Regions from separate parts of the Mus musculus genome. Here all the other regions are linked to region 1. The links are chromatin contacts, called in public ChIA-PET, Hi-C, HiCAR-type, HiChIP or PLAC-seq and promoter capture Hi-C maps. All regions are on one chromosome and are shown on one strand. The core of a region is the stretch at or near the end of the contact, and the rest is flanking DNA. Distances in the headings are between cores, read along the strand shown.

Region 1 (2,913 bases), core at 208-2,707:
TTGCAGCCTGGCCGTGGTGGCACGTGCCTTTACTGAGTGTCTCCCAGCACTCAGAAGACAGAGACAGGAAGATCTCTGTGAGTTTGAGGCCAGCCTGGTCTACAGAATGAGTTTCAGGACAGCCAGAGCTACATGGAAAAACCCTGTCTCAAAAAATAAAAATAAAAAATAAAAAAGAAGGAAGGAAGGAGGGAAGGAAAGAAAGGGGAAGAGAGAAAGAGACAGGGAGAAAGGAAGAGAATGAATGAATGAATCTGGTCTGTACCTAAATAAGGGTCTCTGAAGCTGGGAAAGGAGTGTCGCAGGTTGCAGAGCTGGTGGTGTTGAGCTATGTTTCCTGCTGCTAGTGATGATCGTGAATAGGTGTTCAAGTGTTTCATGGAAGATTTTCCCTTGAAGCAGATGAATTTCTTAAAGGCCAAAAGTGATGTCTTTTCTGTCTCCCAGAGGAAAGACAGGATTGACTCTCGGCATCACTGTCATGTTCAAGCCATTAGGTGCGGCATGCTGTGGTGAACACCAGGACCAAAAGCAAGTTGGGGAAGAGTTTATTTGGCTTCCAATTCTACATTGTAGTCCATCACTGAGGGAAGTCAGGACAGGAACTCAAATGGGCAGGAACCTGGAGGCAGGAGCTGATGCTCATCCCATGGCTTGTCTTCCTTCTTATAGAACCCAGAACAGCAGCCTGGAGTTGTACCACCCACAGTGGGCTGGGCCCTTCCACATCAATCACTAATTTAAAATGCTCTACAGGTTTGCCTACAGCCCAATCTTACAGAGGCATTTTCTCAATTGGTCTTGCCTCCTCTCAAATGACTCTAGACTCTATCAAGTTGACATAAAATTAGCCAGCACAATAATCGTTCAATATTCTCATAGTATTTGGCTCTTGTAGATTCCTTATATGGTCCTGGGAATTCAAAGTCACACAACTACCCCTAACTGGGCTTATTAACATAGCAAAGTGTATTAAGGTTATCAGTATCTGGGAGGCTGCATATAGATGAAAAGAAGACGAAACCATACACAGACTAAGGTGCTAAGCAAGAAACAAATACTGTGGTTGAAGGAGTGGAAATTCTGGTGAGTCAGATGCAGTTTCACAAGGGACAATCATGTCCTAACCCCACAGGATCTTCTCTAGGGACCTTGGTAATGGAGTTCATTAGAATTCTCAAGAGTGGTGGCGAATGCCTCACAGACGTAAGCCTAAATGGATGCGTTCACAGTGTCCAGGACCACGTCCTCGGCATCGCACACGTGGTTGTGCGATGCCGCGACGCGTTACGTTACCGAATATGCCACAATTTATGATTAAAACGTACCACAGAGGACCCCCGAGAAACATCGCGTAGCCCAGGAACCAACTCACAAAGCACCACCAACCGCCCGCCCGGCTCCCCAAGCCTGGCGCGCCGGAGAGGTGGGGTTTCCGCTTCCGGAGGCGGATTGTTGACGCCCACTGCTGCTGTGGTGGCGAGCGAGCGAGCGGTTGGGGAGGGGCCGCCGAGGGCGGGCGACGGCGCCTTGACAGGCAGCGCGGAGGGGGCCTCCGGGGCGACGATGGCAGAGGGGCCCGAGGAAGCCCGGAGCCGCCCTCCGGAGCAGGATGGCAGTGGCGGGGACCACGAGCCGGTCCCTTCCGAGCCAGGCTCTCCCACCACCACCGTCGCCGCCACCGCCGCCGCCCCCCGGTCCCCGGCCCTCGCGAGCGTCGCCTCGGCAGTGTCGGAGCCCGAGCCGCAGTGCGAGCTCCGCAAGCGCCGGGAGACGGGCGCGGAGCCTCCGGAGGCGGGAGACTGCGAGGCGTCGGACGGCCCGGGGCGGCTGAGCGCGCGCGAGTACTCGCGGCAGGTGCACGAATGGCTGTGGCAGTCCTACTGCGGCTACCTGACCTGGCACAGCGGCCTGGCCGCCCTGCCCGCCTACTGCGGCCCGCCACCACCCGCCGCCACCGCCCCGCAGCCCGCCGTCCCCTCGCCGTCGTCCCCGCCGACGCCGTCGTCCCCGCCGCCACCGCCGCCGCCGCAGCTGGCGTACTACAACCCCTTCTACTTCCTGAGCGCTGCGGGGCCCGGGCCGGGGGCGGCCACGGGCGGCGCCACCCCGACGGCTGTCGCGGGCCTCACGGCCCGGGCCCCGCACGTGCAGCCATCGGCCCGGGCGGCCCCCGGGACCAGGGTGGGTTCTGCAGCCCCTGCGCGGACTGCCAGCGACACCGGGCGGCAGGCAGGTGAGATCGGGGTTGGCGCGGGGGTGGGGTGGGGGGTGTTGGGTAGGATGGAGGAGGGATAGAGTCGAGGTCCTTTTTAAAAAAAAAAAAAAAAAATCACTGCCATTCCTACCACTAACATTTTGGAAGGATCTCACCCTGTGGTGTAGGCTAACACAGTATGTAGGCCAGGCTAGCCTCAAACTTGGAATAAGACAGGTCTGTACTAGCCAGAGGGGTCTCTTGAAGGATCATTGAACAAGTATGCTCGCTCCTGAAAAAATATAACCGGGGAGCTGCTGCTACCATTGATAGTTCCCACATACATCAGCTATGGTTTGCCCAGGCCCTAAATTCTAAAAACGTACTGTGAAGCAATGTTGATTGTCCTTCCCTTAAGACCTGGCACGGCTAGTAGGTTCCCTTACTCCTGACACTAGCCCTTCTTGTGTGTAGAGACGTATGCTTATCAAACCATCCTCTCTGTAATCTTCAGGCTCTGGAAAGATCCAAAGCTAGCCTTGGGTGGCAAGCCCGCTGTTGGGAGGCTCGAGATTAGAATACTAGAAATCACCAAGACTTGGGCCGTGTAAAGACAGTGGAACTGAAAGGCGATTGACATGATTACAAAACGAGTCTAGAGAGCTTTGACTGGCCTCAAGCCTATTGGTCATGAATATCATCTAGTAAATGATGTG
Region 2 (2,936 bases), core at 223-2,722, 440 kb after region 1:
AAAAAAAAAAGAAGAAAGAAAAGAAAGAAAAGAAAAGAAATGACAGTTTGGGAAGAGCACTTTAACCTTTAGGCCTGCTCCCAAGTCTGGCTGAGCTGTGGCCATCTGCACCATTAAGCTAGATTGTGAAGCTGTGCCTTGGATTTTCCAATAGCTGAGCCTGTCGGGTAGACTGATGCATGCACTCTGACTGACACAATGCTTCTTCGCCCCGCTCTGCCTCTACTCAAATGAGGCTTCTTACCACCCTCCTTGGGTCAGAATCAGTCCCCAAAACCGAGAGAGCTGCGGGCTCCCGTTCTAACTTTCAGTTCAGTTTTCTCATTTTTAAACTACTTTCTCCAACAGCAACAACTTTCACGGCAAAGAAAAGCACTCCCACAAGAACCCTTATGGGGGAGGGGCGGGGGAGGGAATCAGCAGCTACACACAGCCGAGAATATGGAAATGAAAACATTTCCAGGATTTGCAAGAATGCCTTGCAGTGTTGTTTCGTTACGGAACCTCGGGGTAACTTCAAAAAGCGGATCTCAGACTTACAAACTCCCTAAACGAACGACGAAGTGTTCTGAAGGCGCATCGGGAAAAGGCTCTTGCTACACTTGCACCGAAACCTTGGCAAATACTCAAAAAAAAAAAAAAAAATCCAGATTCTCTGCCACTGATTGTTAGCATTCGCGTGAAATCCACCACTCCGACTTGACGCCTCTAAGCGTTAAAATGCAAGATAACTGTTTCCCAAAAGGAGCGAGGGAAGGGGAAACTTTTGATGTGGGAAAAAAAAAAATCCACCCGTGAGGGATGCGTATCCCTGCCCACCCACCTTTTTCTTCCTCCTCGTCCTCTTCATCATCGTCTTCGTCATCCTCCTCCTCCTCCTCACTCTCTTCCCTGGGACCCGGCATCTCGGGTTCCTTCTCGGATGAGGGCGGCACGGGGGCGTCCTCTCCCTCCGCAGCGGGGGCCGCCGCCGCCGACATGCTGGGGGCCTGCGGGCGGGGAGGAAGCCGCACGCTTCGGTTCTCTCGCTCGCGCGGGCATGGAGCGTGCCGAGCGCCCAGCGTCAGCTCCCCTCCAAGTCGCCTACCCTGGGTCTGTCACTCGGCCCGCCTCCCCGGGGATGCCCGAGGCGGGAAACCGCACCGCCCTCTCAGCCGCCCGCGCGCGCTCCCGCCCGGCCTGCGCCGCCCCGGGCCGGCTCGGGCCCGGCCAGTGTGGCCCAGGCGAGCCGAGCCTTGCGAGTCCCCTCCCCCGCGGCGGGCCTCAGTGCTTCTGGCCGCGTCCCCTCCCCGCTGCCCCGGCGCCTCCCCGCCGCCGTCCTCACCGCGGGTGCGCACGAGAAGGCCGCCGCTGTGTAGAAGTCGCGCGGGGCCGAGGTCCTCGCGCCGCGCGCTCGCTCTCTCTCGCGCTCTCTCTCTCCCCGCTCCTCAGAATCAACAAGATTTTCAAAATGGCGGTTCGGGAAGCAGAGCGGGAAGGCGCCGGCCAATCAGCGCGCGGCGCTGGGAGTTGGCGCGCGCGGGAGGGCGGGCGGGAGGCGGGGCGGCGGCGTCTCTCGCGGGCTGCCCGGGCGGGGTCTCGGGGGGTCTGCGGTCCGCGGGAGGACCCGGGTCGCGGCGTCCGGCGGGTGGCTGGGTGGGTGCACGGGGTGGCGGGCGGGCGCGAGCCGGGGCCTCCGCGCTGAACGGTTGGACGCTAGGGGGCCTGCGAGCTTCCAGCCTCCCGATCCCGGGAGAAAAATGACCGGCCGTCCTGGGCCGCGGAGCCGGGGAGCGTCTGGAGGTGACGAAGTTGAGGGATCCGCCGAAGTCTTTCTCGACTCGACTTCACGCGGCGATCACCCCGCGGACGGGGTTGATTCGGAGCCACCACGTTTGTTTCCGAGGGGTCGTTCGAGATGAAGGCTTCCAAATGAGACCTACTTGCGAGGCTTCCCGTCGCCGGTACGCTGCACCGTGACAGGGACCCACCACGTTAAGTGCTCACACCACCAGCGACATAAATAGGTTTCAAACCGGTGAATGTTAGACAGATTCACCCTCTTCCTTTCTCTAGCCCCCTTGGTCTCCCCTATAATGCAGATACGGTATTTGTCCAGCCACACTCTCCTGTCAAGAATTCTAGGCAAGCCCTCTGATACCTTTTAGAGTCCACAGTTTAAAAGCAACATTTCCTTACGTGCTCTCCTATGTGATTGTCTTCATTTTTTCCCTACCCTGAGAATAATCTCCCTCCCTCCCTTTTTTTTATCCAGTCAACCTGGTGGAAATATGATTGGTTTCATTTGCCATAATAGTCTCCAAGTTGAGGGACAAAAGTTAGACTTTATTTTCTTCTGTGCCCCTTTTGTAAACATACGCAAAGTCCTGCTATTTTTGCTTTCAGATCTTAAGCCATCTCCCATTCTACTGATTCTGCTCACCTTTCTTTGTTTTTTAGTTTGGGTTGCAACAGAGCCCTTTCCAAGGGCTACTCTCTCTGCCTTTTCCCACTAATCACACCTCAGCCAAAGCTATTTTATTTAGTTTGATCTTCTGCTTATAAGCCTCAGATGGTCCCATCATAACTTGGAATAACCTCCAAATTTCCATATCACAACGTGTAAGATGCTACTTAACTGGCTGCTGACCCTCTGTCTGATGGCTCCCTGACACAGTTGGCCTGTCAGTCACACATGCCTTCCCTCATGTTCCTGCACATGGCTGTCATTCACACTATCTAGGATTTACTCTTCCACTGCCAGGGCTGCTCCTTCCTATTGTCATCAATGAACTCGGTCCTTCCCATCACTTATCTCTGGTCAAGTATTTCTCTTACCTCCAGGCCATCACTGTTTTGATACCATTCTCATCCGTTCCTTTATAAGTACCGAATCCTCTGTCCATCATAACAGGCCTGCCATCTTGAAGACGAGACTGTAGTTGAGACATTAAGCA
Region 3 (2,700 bases), core at 158-2,657, 370 kb before region 1:
GGCTAACTTCTCGAAAACCTGTCATCCTCCTGGGTCAGATGACTATGTGCTAGGATTATAGGTGTGTGCCATCATGCCTAGCAGGGAGAAAATGAATACATGACACGGGCAGCTAGGATAAGTGTGAGAATGCTTGAAAAAACAAGAGGTATGGTGTCGGGCAACTGGCATTCACAAACACAGGGGAACTCCCTCCGGACATATGTCTGCCCTCTCTTGGCCTCTTCTCATCCTTCACTGCATTTTCCCTTGAAGTATAAAAGAATAAAGGATGCTGGAAGTGGGGCACCTTTGTTACACTAATTTGGGAGCATCTTAGGAGGTTAGTCTCTCCCCACTTGTCCATGGAATACCTGTGCCCACCACAGCACCTCCCCTTTACCTATTTCCCCCTATTTTATCACTTATGAGGTCCTCTCTGGATAAACACTTTTCAAGCATGTTTGTACTTTGAACTGGGGTCCCCAGAGAAGGCCACACCCATTCATGTTGAGGATCTGGTCTTGAAAAATTGGTGAGCTCCAGGTTTAGTGACAGCCCCTGTGTGCCAGTTAGTTTTATGCCAACTTGACACAAGCTAAAGTCATCTGAGAGGAGGAAGCTTCAATGAAGACAATGCCTCCGTGATGCTAGGCTCTCAGCAATCCAGTAGGGTACTTTTTCAGTTAGCGATTGATGGAGGAAGGCCCAACTCATTGTGCATGGCGCTGTCCTGGGGGGGGGGGGTGTGAGGGTCCTGGGTTCTATAAGAAAGCAAGCTGAACAAGACATGAGAAGGGAGACAGTCCTCTGAATCGGGAACCTCCAGGTCCCTGCCCTGCTTGAGTTCCTGTCCTGACTTCCTTCAGTGATGAACACTGCTGTGGAACTGTAATGAAAAATAAACCCTTACCTCCCCAGTAGCCTTTAGTTGTGGTGTTTTATCACAACAATAATAATCCTAACTAACATACCCTGCCTCAATAAATAAAACTGAAAGTGATAGAAGAAGGCACTCAGCATCCACCTCTGGCATCTACATGTACACATATACATGCATACCTGCACACAAATGTGTGCACACACAAGCACATATACACACACCTGGAGAGGGAACCAGTAAGAAGCTGACTATCAGCTCAGAGAAGGAAGCTCCCAGGTATTTTAAAGCATTATAATGCGTCTTGAAGTGACTTCATTGTAAGCACACACAGGTTGTATGTGACAGAGTCAATGTGTGTGGTGGTAGAGAACAACCTTTGCATTGATACATGCCTGGCTTTCATGTGTTCACAGGTGTTATTGTTTTCAGGTGGCTTTGACCTCAAACTCATGCCCTTGCATCTCTTAGCATATCCTGGCTGCTTTTCACAAACTTGGTGAATTATTTACTAATTCCTCCTGTCTGGTCAAAGTTTATTGTCATCTCTGTTTCTGGACTGGGTCACCTTCACTGTAGTTAAGGACTTTCCATGGCAGCAGAGTTTCTAGTATTGTGTGCTGAGCCTCCTGGAGAGGTATGGAGGAAGCTGGTTGAGATAGGACTCAAATAATATGTCAGTGATCACAGCTAGCAATCTCCCTCACCGAGGGCTTGGAGGCCAAAGAACAGGCTGCAGGAAGCTTTGGCCTCTTCGGTGCAGGAGACTCCCTTAGGAAACATGACCAAGGTGGGTTCATTTGTAGGTGAAGAGCTAATTAGGAAAGCCCTAAGGAGTTACAGCAGTGGATGTAAGGCAGACATGCATGGGTATCTTGGCCAAAAATGTGATTCATCTCTTAGCACCTAATGTTGTGCTCAGGGTTGTCAGTCTTCTGACACTACTCCCAGTGAACACAATTTAACTGATAGCTTCTCTAGACTTCAAGGTATTTGAGATTTTGAGTCTAGACATCTCTGTGCACATGTGAACACCATTAAGACCTGTAAGCAGCACAGTTTCAAAGATTCTGTCTATCTGAACTTCATTTGTGAAGAATACAATTCTGTTTATAGGGGTCTTTTTATTTTGTTTTCTTTGTCTGTCTTGAAGCAAGGTTTGGTATCACCAAGGCTGGCCTTGAACTCACTATTTAGCCAAGGATGATCTCAGTGCTTCCACCTTCTGAGAGCTGGGATCACAGCCATGCACGGCCACGCCTGATTTATACAGTACTGGAGAGTAAACCAAGATCTTCATCCACACTAGGCAAGCACTCTACAAAGTGAGCGACCCCTAAAGCCCGATAGCTATGGAGGTGGTTTTAGCATAACATATCAACATCAAGAAAGGACAAGGGCCCTCAGGGGTACAGTCCATGTCTCAAAGGGAAGCAGAGAATGAAACCAAAGACATCACTTTGGAATGGTCACAGGAAGCACCTTCCCCTATCAGAAAACCCAAACTGCTCTCCAGATCTTTCATTGGCACACAATTTCTGTCAAGATTCAGACTGTTTTGAGATGTCTGGCTTGCCATTCCCTCATTGGCTCTTGGGTTTCCATTTTCTTTCAGTCTTCTGAGAGTGAACATTCCTAATAAGGGTTTTTGTGTGAATTTCAAAGTACCTCTAGTTTGAGCCTCCATTAGCAGGTATGTCCCTCTTTCCAGCAAGTGGCATTTGCCAGCAGGAAGCTTAAGAACCAGCTGTCATAAGAAGAACATAAAATGAGGGCCAAGGGGAACCTGCTTTACAGAATAGCTCAGTTTTCGTGCACTGAAAAACCTCATACTACATAAA
Region 4 (2,706 bases), core at 204-2,703, 260 kb after region 1:
AGTAACAAACCCTACTCACAATTGGGTTTCAGGGAAACTTTAAAGAGCAAAAATCCACTCATTATGGAGCTCATCAACCAACAGGTGACTTTCAGGGTCAAACTCGTACTCATTTCCAAGCCGAATCGGAATCCCGGTTTTCTTTTCTATTTTTATAAGGTCCTACAATGCCATAACGAATGAATCCCAACCAATTTCTTCTCAGGGGCTTACCATAAAAATGCCAAATATTCACACTATTTTAGGGCGTTTTCCCATACCATTGCATGGAACACAGTAGAATTAATAAGGATCCCACAGTCAGGACTTTTCAAATGCAAATGCCTTGCCATCTAGAAAATGCAGCCCCTTTTAACATTCCCCCATCCCAGTGTCTAAACAGCTCCGTATCAGCACTCTGTCTGTTTCCTCGAAAATCAAAATTCCCGAATTACTTTCAGACACCATCTCAACTCACCACCTCCAACAACCTACATACAGATTTTAAATGACCCTAGCCTTGTACTTGGGTGTTTGATTTCTTAGGCTCCCAGCCCCCATTTCATATACAACATCCTAAGCAGTTCTGCGAAAAGGGGCAAACAACGTAAGAATCGCTGGAGCTGAACTCCATCAATAAGGCCTTGGATTGGTCATTTGCACGCTTCAGATAACGTCTTTCCTAGGTGTTAAGATGTGGCCTGGGCTACACATCTCCATCCGGTCCCTTCACGTTCTAGGAGCCTGGAAGCCAGAGTGCTGACTCTGGCCAGGGTTCCCTGCCTGGGAGACATCGCTCTGGATGAGAGGGGACAAGAAGTGATGGGCACAAGGAGGGGAGGGGACCCTGCACTTGCAACCGCTTTCCGCATGAGCGTGGGACAAACTTGAAGCCACCCTTGCTAACAATGGGAGAGCGCACTCGGTTTTTCCGGGCTCAAACTTGGCAGGAGCCGCCGGGATGGGATTTACCTTTCTCCCTGCTTAGTGTTGGAAGGAGGAGGGTGCAGGACCGTCTGGTTCCCTTCCATCTCCACCACGCACTTGGTGTTCAGTTCCAGCTCTGAAAGCACAGGGGCAGGGTGATGTTGCAAAGTGGAGCATCCGCGGCCGCAGCCGGCGCGCGTGGCTCAGTCCGGGCAGGCAGGGAGACGGCGCCCCGGGCACATAGTGGCCGCGGCCAGAGCCTGGGCGCCGCCTCCACCCGGGGCCACGCCGGGCCACACCGGTGTCCCCGATCCCCGGCCGCCCTGCAGTTTGCAAAGTTGCCCCCCGCCCTCGGCCGGAGCAGAAATGCAAAAGGAGCTGGGGAGAGCGGCTCACCTCTTCGGTTCATGGGCCGGACCCGGACGGCAACTTTTACCTTCGTATCCGACATGTTGGCGGCGCGCTGCTCCGCCCGACGCGGCCCCTTCAAGCGCCGCGCCGCCGCCGCCGCCGCAGCAGCAGCCGCGCGCCCCCCGAGCGCGGCCGCCGCCGCTCCGCCGAGAGCTCCGAGACGCAGCGCCGAGGCGCGCGGGCCATCCCGGGGGAGCGCGACGCGGGGCACGGCCGGGCCCGGGGAGGGGCGGGCGCGGGGCGGGGCGCGGCAGCGGGAGGAGGCCGCGGGCCCAAGCGCCGCTCTAGCCGCTCGGGCCGGGCCGAGCGCGCAGCACCGCGGCCCCTCGCGGCCGCCGGGAGCCGGGCAGCGTCGCCATCTTCCGCTCCGGGGGCCGCGCCCGGGCTGTAAGGCCGCTGCAGACCGGGAAGGGGCGCTTTACAAAGGCGAGCGTCTCCGGCCTCAGGGCAGCCGGGACACGGGAAGGGACGCTCTGCAAAGGCGTTCGGGCTCCGGGCTGCTGGGCCTGGAGAAGGAGCCCCTGGCTTCCCCTGTTCCTGAGCCTGCGGGGGACGTCACAGACACCTCCTGGAGCTCGAGTCACCTTCAGGGGCCGCTGTCACCCTCACAGCCGGGGCCCTGGGGCGGTCTGGGGGGCATTGGAGAGGGTGCCGGGTGCGCAGGCCTAATCCACGCTATCCTTCCGCCTCCACTGACATCCACAGCGCACCGCCCCTCGGCGCCCCACACCGAGCTTTGCCGCGGTGTTGGAAGCTCTTTGTGGGGAGCCAAGGCTAGACATGAATTTGCAATGGACCACCAAAACCGTGTGTTTGTAAATACGGCGCTCATTTTCTTTCCCTTGCGCCCTTGTAATGGGAGGGATCTAGATGGCCGGGAGGGTTCATTAACTCTTACGTAAGAAAGGCACAGCAGCGCGATCCGCGCTTTTGCCAAAGCCAGACCTCCCAGCCTGGGCGGAACCGAAGGAAGCGGATTTGCTCTGTTTGGTTCAACAAGTGCTTGAGGGCGGCGCTTCCGTGGTGCCAAGGCGTTTTTGAAAAGTGCTCCAAGTCTTAACAGTTTGGATCCGGTGGGGAATCTCACTATGGCATGAAGGTCCAAATTCACTCATTCACGAACTGCTTTATGGGGAGTTTTATGGGGTGCTTACTGCGTGCCGTACTGTAGAGACCACACACAAGCAGGAACAACTTCGCTGGCTCTGGTCTCCAGAAGCCACACTGAGGGAGGAGAGATACTTATTATGGTAAACCACGTGTAGCAGGTGGTCTAAATAGGAGGGATTCCGTCTGTCACCAACTGGTGCCCCGTGATGCGACTGACTTGCACATGCGGTCTACCGCTGTACCACTGAGTCACACCTCCGGCTCCCAGGAAGCCTGACT
Region 5 (2,700 bases), core at 86-2,585, 310 kb before region 1:
CTACTATTCATTCACATTGTCCCTGTCCATTTCCTTGTTCCAGGACTCAATCCCAGAATCTGGGATTTCCCCAGAGACACCCAATAAATGTCATGTCCACTGATATCAAAAAATGAAAGGAATTACAAAGTAACAGAGCTTGGCAGCCAACTGTTGGGCAGAGGTTACAGACAGAGCTGCTCAGCCTTACCTGCTTAACACTTCCAGTGCCCCGCCCCCCACCCCCAGGGACGATACTACCATGCAGACTCAGGACTAGAGCCGGCCTGAGAACTTACATGACTAACATGCTCTCTACTGAGGATTCTATAGCCAGCCCATAGACACTTACTGCAGCATGCTTGCGTATATGGGAGCATGCATTCATCCTATCTCTCCAGAGGGCAATTTAGCAAAGTTGCCTTTGCTGTCATTGCCAGCATTTCCACTTTATTGCAGTATTTCATGATCTATTCATATAGTGCAAATTTACATGAGAACAAAGAAATTTCTTGCAGTGTTATTTATAATGGCAAAAAAAAAAAAAAAAATAGAACCAGTGAGAATATCCTTCACGAAGAAAATGTCCTTCTCCATTATCCTTGGAATTGAATATGCTGGTGGCAAAAAGATAAGCCAGATACTGATGTGATATTTTCTCTAAGATATTTTAACTTTATAAAGAATGTTTCAAAGTGTAAGTGGTCATCTATGGATAAAAGGATTAAAAAAATCAATGCAGTCTATGCAGACAATGGATTGATTTGTTTGTGTTTTTTGAGACAGAGTTTCTCCATGTAGCCTTGCTTGTCCTGAATCCTTCATAGACTAGGTGTGAGCCACCACCACCACCAGGCGCACAATGGAATTTTATTCAGCTCAAAAGAATAAAATTATGGCATCCATAGGAAAATGGGTCAAATTGGAGATTATTAAGTTAAGTGAAATAAATCAGATTTAGAAGACAAAAAAAAAAAAAAGACATGGTGTGTGTGTGTGTGTGTGTGTGTGTGTGTTGTATATAGATGTGTGAAAGGAAGTGGCCTAAAGAGCAGGGGAGCAAGAGAAGGTAAGAGAATGCATGGGTCACATGAGCAGAAGGGAGATTATTTGAAGAGAGGAAGGGGGAGGCAAGGGGGAGGGAAGATAAGGTAGGGAGTAGTGGACCGCACTGATCTATAACTGTGCATGAACTGTCACAACGAAGCCCACTTCTTTATATGTTAACCAACAAAGAATAAGGAATCAGCAATGTTCAAAATATCACATAAAGGAAATTGACCTGTGTATGCGCGCGCACACGTGAACAATTGTTTTACTGAATGAGCTTCCGAGTGCAAAGGGAACACACACACAACTTCCTCCATCTAGCCATCCTCCGGAAGCCTGAGGCGCTTCCCTAGACGTTCAGAGATCTGACTCACAGCCAAGGAGGCTTTGTGGCTTTGACACAGCAAAGAATTTTAAGATAGCCAGCTTATGAAGCAGTCGGCGATTTTATTAAAATTTCTTTAATACAGGTTTAAGCATGGGGAGGGGTGCTAAGAGAAAAGTGAGACATACCCAAACGTGAGGAAGGGCTCCTGAAGGATTGGAGTGGGGGTGGGAGTGGGGGGCAACTAATTGTCTCAGCAGTTAACACAGCCTATGTTGGTGCCTCTCAAGTTACATCTCTAAGGTTGCTAGGAAACCTTTCTTTTTCTCTCCCTTTTGATAAGAGAGAGATGTGAGGTGATTCTGAAGAGGCCTTTGGATGGAACTGTAATATGATTGGGTAAAAGCAAGAGCCAGTGAGGTCGTGCAAGGGCTTTAGCACAAGTCCTTTCCCTGGGAGTGGGGTTTCTCTTGAGATTCCTAGACCGAAGCTGGCTTGCGGCTGGGAAGGAGAAAGACCTCTCTGGTGATTGTTAATTGTGCTGTGGTTCTTGCCCTGCTGCTGGCAAAGGCTTCAACCGAATTCCCTAGTGAAGGGCTCCTCCTTCTAATGCCTTACTTCCCTCTCCCTGACCTTCTACACTACTTCAAGCACAAGACAGGTACGCTGACTTTTCTAACGTGTGCTCTAGTTACCTCTTGCCCCTAGATGAAATCTCAGATTCTAGAACTTTCTCTGACATGCTTCCATTGCATATGTAAAGACACGTACATGCGTACATGCAAGTGCACATATACATACATGCATGCACATAAATGCATGCATACACATATGTGCACATAAAAAATGAAGTCGTATGTGTTTCCAATCTAGTTTTTTTCTATTTTTTTTTTAAAGTCTCCTCTGCTAGTCCAGATAGATAATCTTAGCACCCTGGGGCTGCTCATGTCTGTGGTCCGTCATCATCCAAGTTCTCTGGGCAAAGCTCTAAGGATTAGGAAGGAGTGACTCCCACCTTGTTTATTTCCCCAGTCTCTGCTGCTGGCTTTATTGCAATAGAGTGGAGAGACCCTGCGGGTGTAAACCCTAATATCAGGCGAAGAACTAGCAGCACAGGCAGGTTGCTGCCTCTGTCAACAACTCTAGACTTACGATTTCCCTCAAACCTCCAGTTGTAGAACAGCTCAGGGCATACGCTCTTTCCTCACAATATTTGGAAAGGGCCAGACAGAGATGGTTTAAACATCCTGCCAGGGATACAGTTATTCTAAAGAGACTCGTGTGCCCTGCCCCTCAGCTCTCAGAGACAACCGAAGCAGTGGATCCTGAGAAACTGGAGCCTCTTG
Region 6 (2,700 bases), core at 199-2,698, 410 kb before region 1:
GAGTCCTCACCTTCACTTGTCTCAGAGTAAAGCTAGAAAGGGAGTCTCCCCCGCCCCAACCAGCACCCTTTTCTTAAAGGAGACCTGAAAACATTGTTGTCCCTTCTCTGGCACTGTCTCAATAAACAATTGGCATAGCTATTTGGTTTTGGAAAAGAATCCAACAGGAGCTGGTAGGTCCATGCTTAGATGTTCAGACAGGAAAAATTATGTATGAGATCACAGAACTAACTACTGCCAACTACGAGACTTCTGAAATCACGGGCAACCATTGCCACATGTCCTTAGGAAGTGTTGTTGTTCAAGTGGCTTCAGGCTTCTATGACAAGTCTCATTAAGGAGCCCAGGCTGCCTTAGAACTCATTATGTGCCCCAGGCTAGCTCAAACTGGCATCTATTCTCCTGCCTCAGCCTCCAAGAGCTGAGACTGCAGACATGAGCTAGATACCACACACAACTAACCTGTCAGTTACTTGGAAGAGTAGGTTTTTTTTGAGGGGGGAGGGGAAGGTGCTGTGGCATTGTTTTTGTTTGTTTGGGGAAATTGGTTTTTTAATCTTTGGAAACTTATCCAAAGATATTACCATGCTTTTTTTCTTTACTTCAATTATGTTTTCATTTCTCCCTTCCTGGTCTTGTGCTATGACTTTATGCCATTCAATGTATTTTCCAGTTATACATACATATATATATATATATATTTGGGGTGTGTGAAGTTATCCATCAGTGCATGATAACCTTTGGGGGTTTTAATCTTTTCCTTCATAAGTTTTACTTGGAGTAATTTCATTGCTATGTCTTCTAGGTCTCTCATATTTTCCTCAGTAGTATCTAATAGGTTGTTAATCCCATTGAATTCAGTTTGTTTTTTTTAAATCTCATACATGAAAGTTTCAGATTCAAAAGTTCATTTGGCCTTGGCCGTGGTAGAACATGCCTTTGATCCCAGCACTTGAGAGACAGAGGCTGGTGGGTCTCTGTGAATTTGAAGCCAGTCTGGTCTACACAGTGAGTTCCAGGACAGTCAGGACTATACAGAGAAACCCTGTCTTTAAAACAAACAAACAAAAAAGAAAAAGAAAAAAGAAAGAAAAAATAGAAAAGCCCATTCGGATCTTTTTGATATTTCTCATGTTCCTATTCATTCTCTCTGATTCTATGAGTCTATGAGTGTACGTGATATAATAATAAAACATGTGTCCTGGTGACATTTAACTGTCCATTTGACACACAGCCTAGAGTCACCTGAGAAGGAGGTCTTGATTTTGAAAATAACCAGATCTGATTGGCTTGTAGACATGTCTGGGGTCAACAAGACTGATTACTTATAATTGATTATTAATTGATAATAATAGTAGGAGGGCCCGGCCTACTTGGGAAGTGACATTCCTGGAGAGATGAAGCATGTGTCTTAGGACAAGCCAGCCATCAGTGTTTGTCCACGACTTCCCCTTTAAGATCTTGCTTGAGTTCCTGCCTGGACTTCTCTCAGTGATAGACTATGACAAGGAGGAAGTGCCAGAAAAATCCTTTCTAAATTGCTGTGGTTGTTCATCACAGCAACAGAAAGGAAACTAGAACAAACGCTAGTGTCTTGGTTTAGAATTCAAACATGCATACTATTCCTGGAAAAGGTCCCACTGGTCTCCTAGAATTATGGTTCCATCTTTTCCTGCTTCATTGCCTGGCAAGACGTCAGATAGATGTCAGATTTAATCAGTTTTTACTTTTGGGGTCACAGGGTTGTTTCAGGTCCAGAATTTCTGAACTGAGTTTTTGGTGTGCAATTTCATTGCTTGGGCTCGGTTTCAGGTCTTGCTTCTTTCTCTCTTATTTGGCACTAGGTGCATTTTGCATGCATGCATACGAGGCAATCATTCTGCAGCTATGCAGCATGCCAACGCTGGGCCTTCCTTTTACAGCATGTTAAGTAAGATCAAGCAGTAAAGAGGGAAAGGCTAACTTTTTCCCACTACTAAATCTGTCTTCCAGTCTGACTGGTGTGAATGGGTACCCACAACTCTATGCCCCCTCCTCTCTGCTTCTTTTTAGGAATTTCCCTCTCTGCTTTGGGTAACTCTCTCCTGCACTAATGTAAATGAGTCTTCACTACTCCAGCCTCTGCAACTCTCCACAACCCTTCCTCTGGCTAACCTGAGCTTCTGGCGCTCTTACAAATCCGAGCCATCCTTGTCCTGCCTGGCCTCTCTTCTCAGCTGAGTCCCTTGCCCATTCCTAGACTCCACTCAGGTGTATTCCCCATTCAGTCTTTATAGCTTGGAGACTTCCTCTGGGCAGACACTTGGGTAGAGGCTCACCCGGGTGGTGTCCATTTCACAGGGATTCCCTGTCCCACACTGTCTGGTGCCCCAGGTCCAAGGACTTGACAGCCAGGTTGCATATAATGTCATTTGTTTTTAAGGACAGAAAACACCTCTTCCATGACTCCACAAGGATGGGCGATTGAATTCTCTGGACCATGATGCACCAGGAGAAAAGGCTATGGGAAGTTATCATGGTATCTTGATATATGGTAATTGTACAGTTGGAGTAATTTTACTTTTAACCTTGCCTTTTCCTTGTCCTATTGGTCTGAAGGGCCAGGTGCAATAATTCATCTTTCACCTTAGAAGGGATATATCTGCATGCCCCACACCACTGAACTCCTAAGAATTTCACTGAGGAAGAATTTTGGTTAGA

Evidence for each region. Promoter capture Hi-C pulls out the DNA fragments that hold promoters and counts their contacts. Hi-C and Micro-C count contacts between places; a contact is called where the count stands out from the background. ChIA-PET counts read pairs in DNA pulled down with a chosen protein or histone mark. HiCAR-type assays count read pairs that join an accessible place to other places. HiChIP or PLAC-seq counts read pairs in DNA pulled down with a chosen protein or histone mark.
Region 2: a contact with region 1 is called in a promoter capture Hi-C map of hematopoietic stem and progenitor cells, with 3 times the contacts expected there. The contact joins the promoter of Dek here to the promoter of Fam8a1 in region 1. A contact is called at or near these places in 18 of 39 promoter capture datasets (the 3T3-L1 cell line, the C10 cell line, the HPC-7 cell line and 12 more), 14 of 484 Hi-C or Micro-C datasets (Th1 cells, embryonic stem cells, erythroblasts and 5 more), 7 of 115 datasets of contacts at active chromatin or transcription factors (effector CD8 T cells, embryonic stem cells, large pre-B cells and 4 more) and 3 of 9 other capture datasets (adipose tissue, embryonic stem cells and liver).
Region 3: a HiCAR-type map of kidney shows a contact between it and region 1, with 5 times the contacts expected there. The contact joins the enhancer-like site here to the promoter of Fam8a1 in region 1. A contact is called at or near these places in 11 of 39 promoter capture datasets (the 3T3-L1 cell line, HPC-7-derived erythroid cells, cranial neural crest and 7 more), 26 of 484 Hi-C or Micro-C datasets (the AML12 cell line, CD4 single positive thymocytes, the HPC-5 cell line and 20 more), 21 of 115 datasets of contacts at active chromatin or transcription factors (the HPC-7 cell line, bone marrow-derived macrophages, craniofacial prominence and 15 more) and 4 of 9 other capture datasets (adipose tissue, liver, macrophages and 1 more).
Region 4: a contact with region 1 is called in a Hi-C map of muscle stem cells, with 7 times the contacts expected there. The contact joins the promoter of Kif13a here to the promoter of Fam8a1 in region 1. A contact is called at or near these places in 3 of 39 promoter capture datasets (embryonic stem cells, frontonasal cranial neural crest and neutrophils), 1 of 484 Hi-C or Micro-C datasets (muscle stem cells) and 1 of 115 datasets of contacts at active chromatin or transcription factors (bone marrow-derived macrophages).
Region 5: an RNA polymerase II ChIA-PET map of effector CD8 T cells shows a contact between it and region 1, with 15 read pairs. The contact joins the enhancer-like site here to the promoter of Fam8a1 in region 1. A contact is called at or near these places in 6 of 39 promoter capture datasets (embryonic stem cells, hippocampal neurons, liver and 2 more), 9 of 484 Hi-C or Micro-C datasets (CD4 T cells, the HL-1 cell line, astrocytes and 6 more), 15 of 115 datasets of contacts at active chromatin or transcription factors (CD8 T cells, astrocytes, bone marrow-derived dendritic cells and 12 more) and 1 of 9 other capture datasets (liver).
Region 6: a contact with region 1 is called in an H3K4me3 HiChIP or PLAC-seq map of bone marrow-derived macrophages, with 2.6 times the contacts expected there. The contact joins the enhancer-like site here to the promoter of Fam8a1 in region 1. A contact is called at or near these places in 2 of 39 promoter capture datasets (neural stem cells and pre-B cells), 1 of 15 datasets of contacts at CTCF or cohesin (large pre-B cells), 1 of 484 Hi-C or Micro-C datasets (granulocyte-monocyte progenitors) and 5 of 115 datasets of contacts at active chromatin or transcription factors (bone marrow-derived macrophages, embryonic basal ganglia, embryonic stem cells and 2 more).

Annotation. Positions count from the first base shown.
Region 1 is chr13:46,668,020-46,670,932 of GRCm38.p6, forward strand. Fam8a1 (family with sequence similarity 8, member A1) reads left to right here and starts at 1,458. Exons shown (of 5, transcript NM_001033192.3): 1 at 1,458-2,236. The coding sequence starts at 1,567.
Region 2 is chr13:47,104,749-47,107,684 of GRCm38.p6, forward strand. Dek (DEK proto-oncogene (DNA binding)) reads right to left here and starts at 1,473. Exons shown (of 11, transcript NM_025900.2): 1 at 1,325-1,473; 2 at 824-989. The coding sequence starts at 980.
Region 3 is chr13:46,293,199-46,295,898 of GRCm38.p6, forward strand. The region is part of intron 3 of Stmnd1 (stathmin domain containing 1); the gene reads left to right. Among named protein-coding and RNA genes, the nearest start is that of Stmnd1, 21 kb to the left of the region's middle. Within about 2 kb of position 1,408, at least 5 of the 459 cell types and tissues checked have an H3K27ac peak or open chromatin away from gene starts, as enhancers often do. A contact at or near this core is called in intestinal villus epithelium and kidney, where this site is marked.
Region 4 is chr13:46,928,265-46,930,970 of GRCm38.p6, forward strand. Kif13a (kinesin family member 13A) reads right to left here and starts at 1,454. Exons shown (of 38, transcript NM_010617.2): 1 at 1,303-1,454; 2 at 952-1,042. The coding sequence starts at 1,357.
Region 5 is chr13:46,359,601-46,362,300 of GRCm38.p6, forward strand. No RefSeq gene overlaps it. Among named protein-coding and RNA genes, the nearest start is that of Rbm24, 57 kb to the right of the region's middle. Within about 2 kb of position 1,336, at least 52 of the 459 cell types and tissues checked have an H3K27ac peak or open chromatin away from gene starts, as enhancers often do. A contact at or near this core is called in CD8 T cells, bone marrow-derived macrophages, effector CD8 T cells and 1 more, where this site is marked.
Region 6 is chr13:46,258,118-46,260,817 of GRCm38.p6, forward strand. No RefSeq gene overlaps it. Among named protein-coding and RNA genes, the nearest start is that of Stmnd1, 14 kb to the right of the region's middle. Within about 2 kb of position 1,449, at least 5 of the 459 cell types and tissues checked have an H3K27ac peak or open chromatin away from gene starts, as enhancers often do. A contact at or near this core is called in bone marrow-derived macrophages, where this site is marked.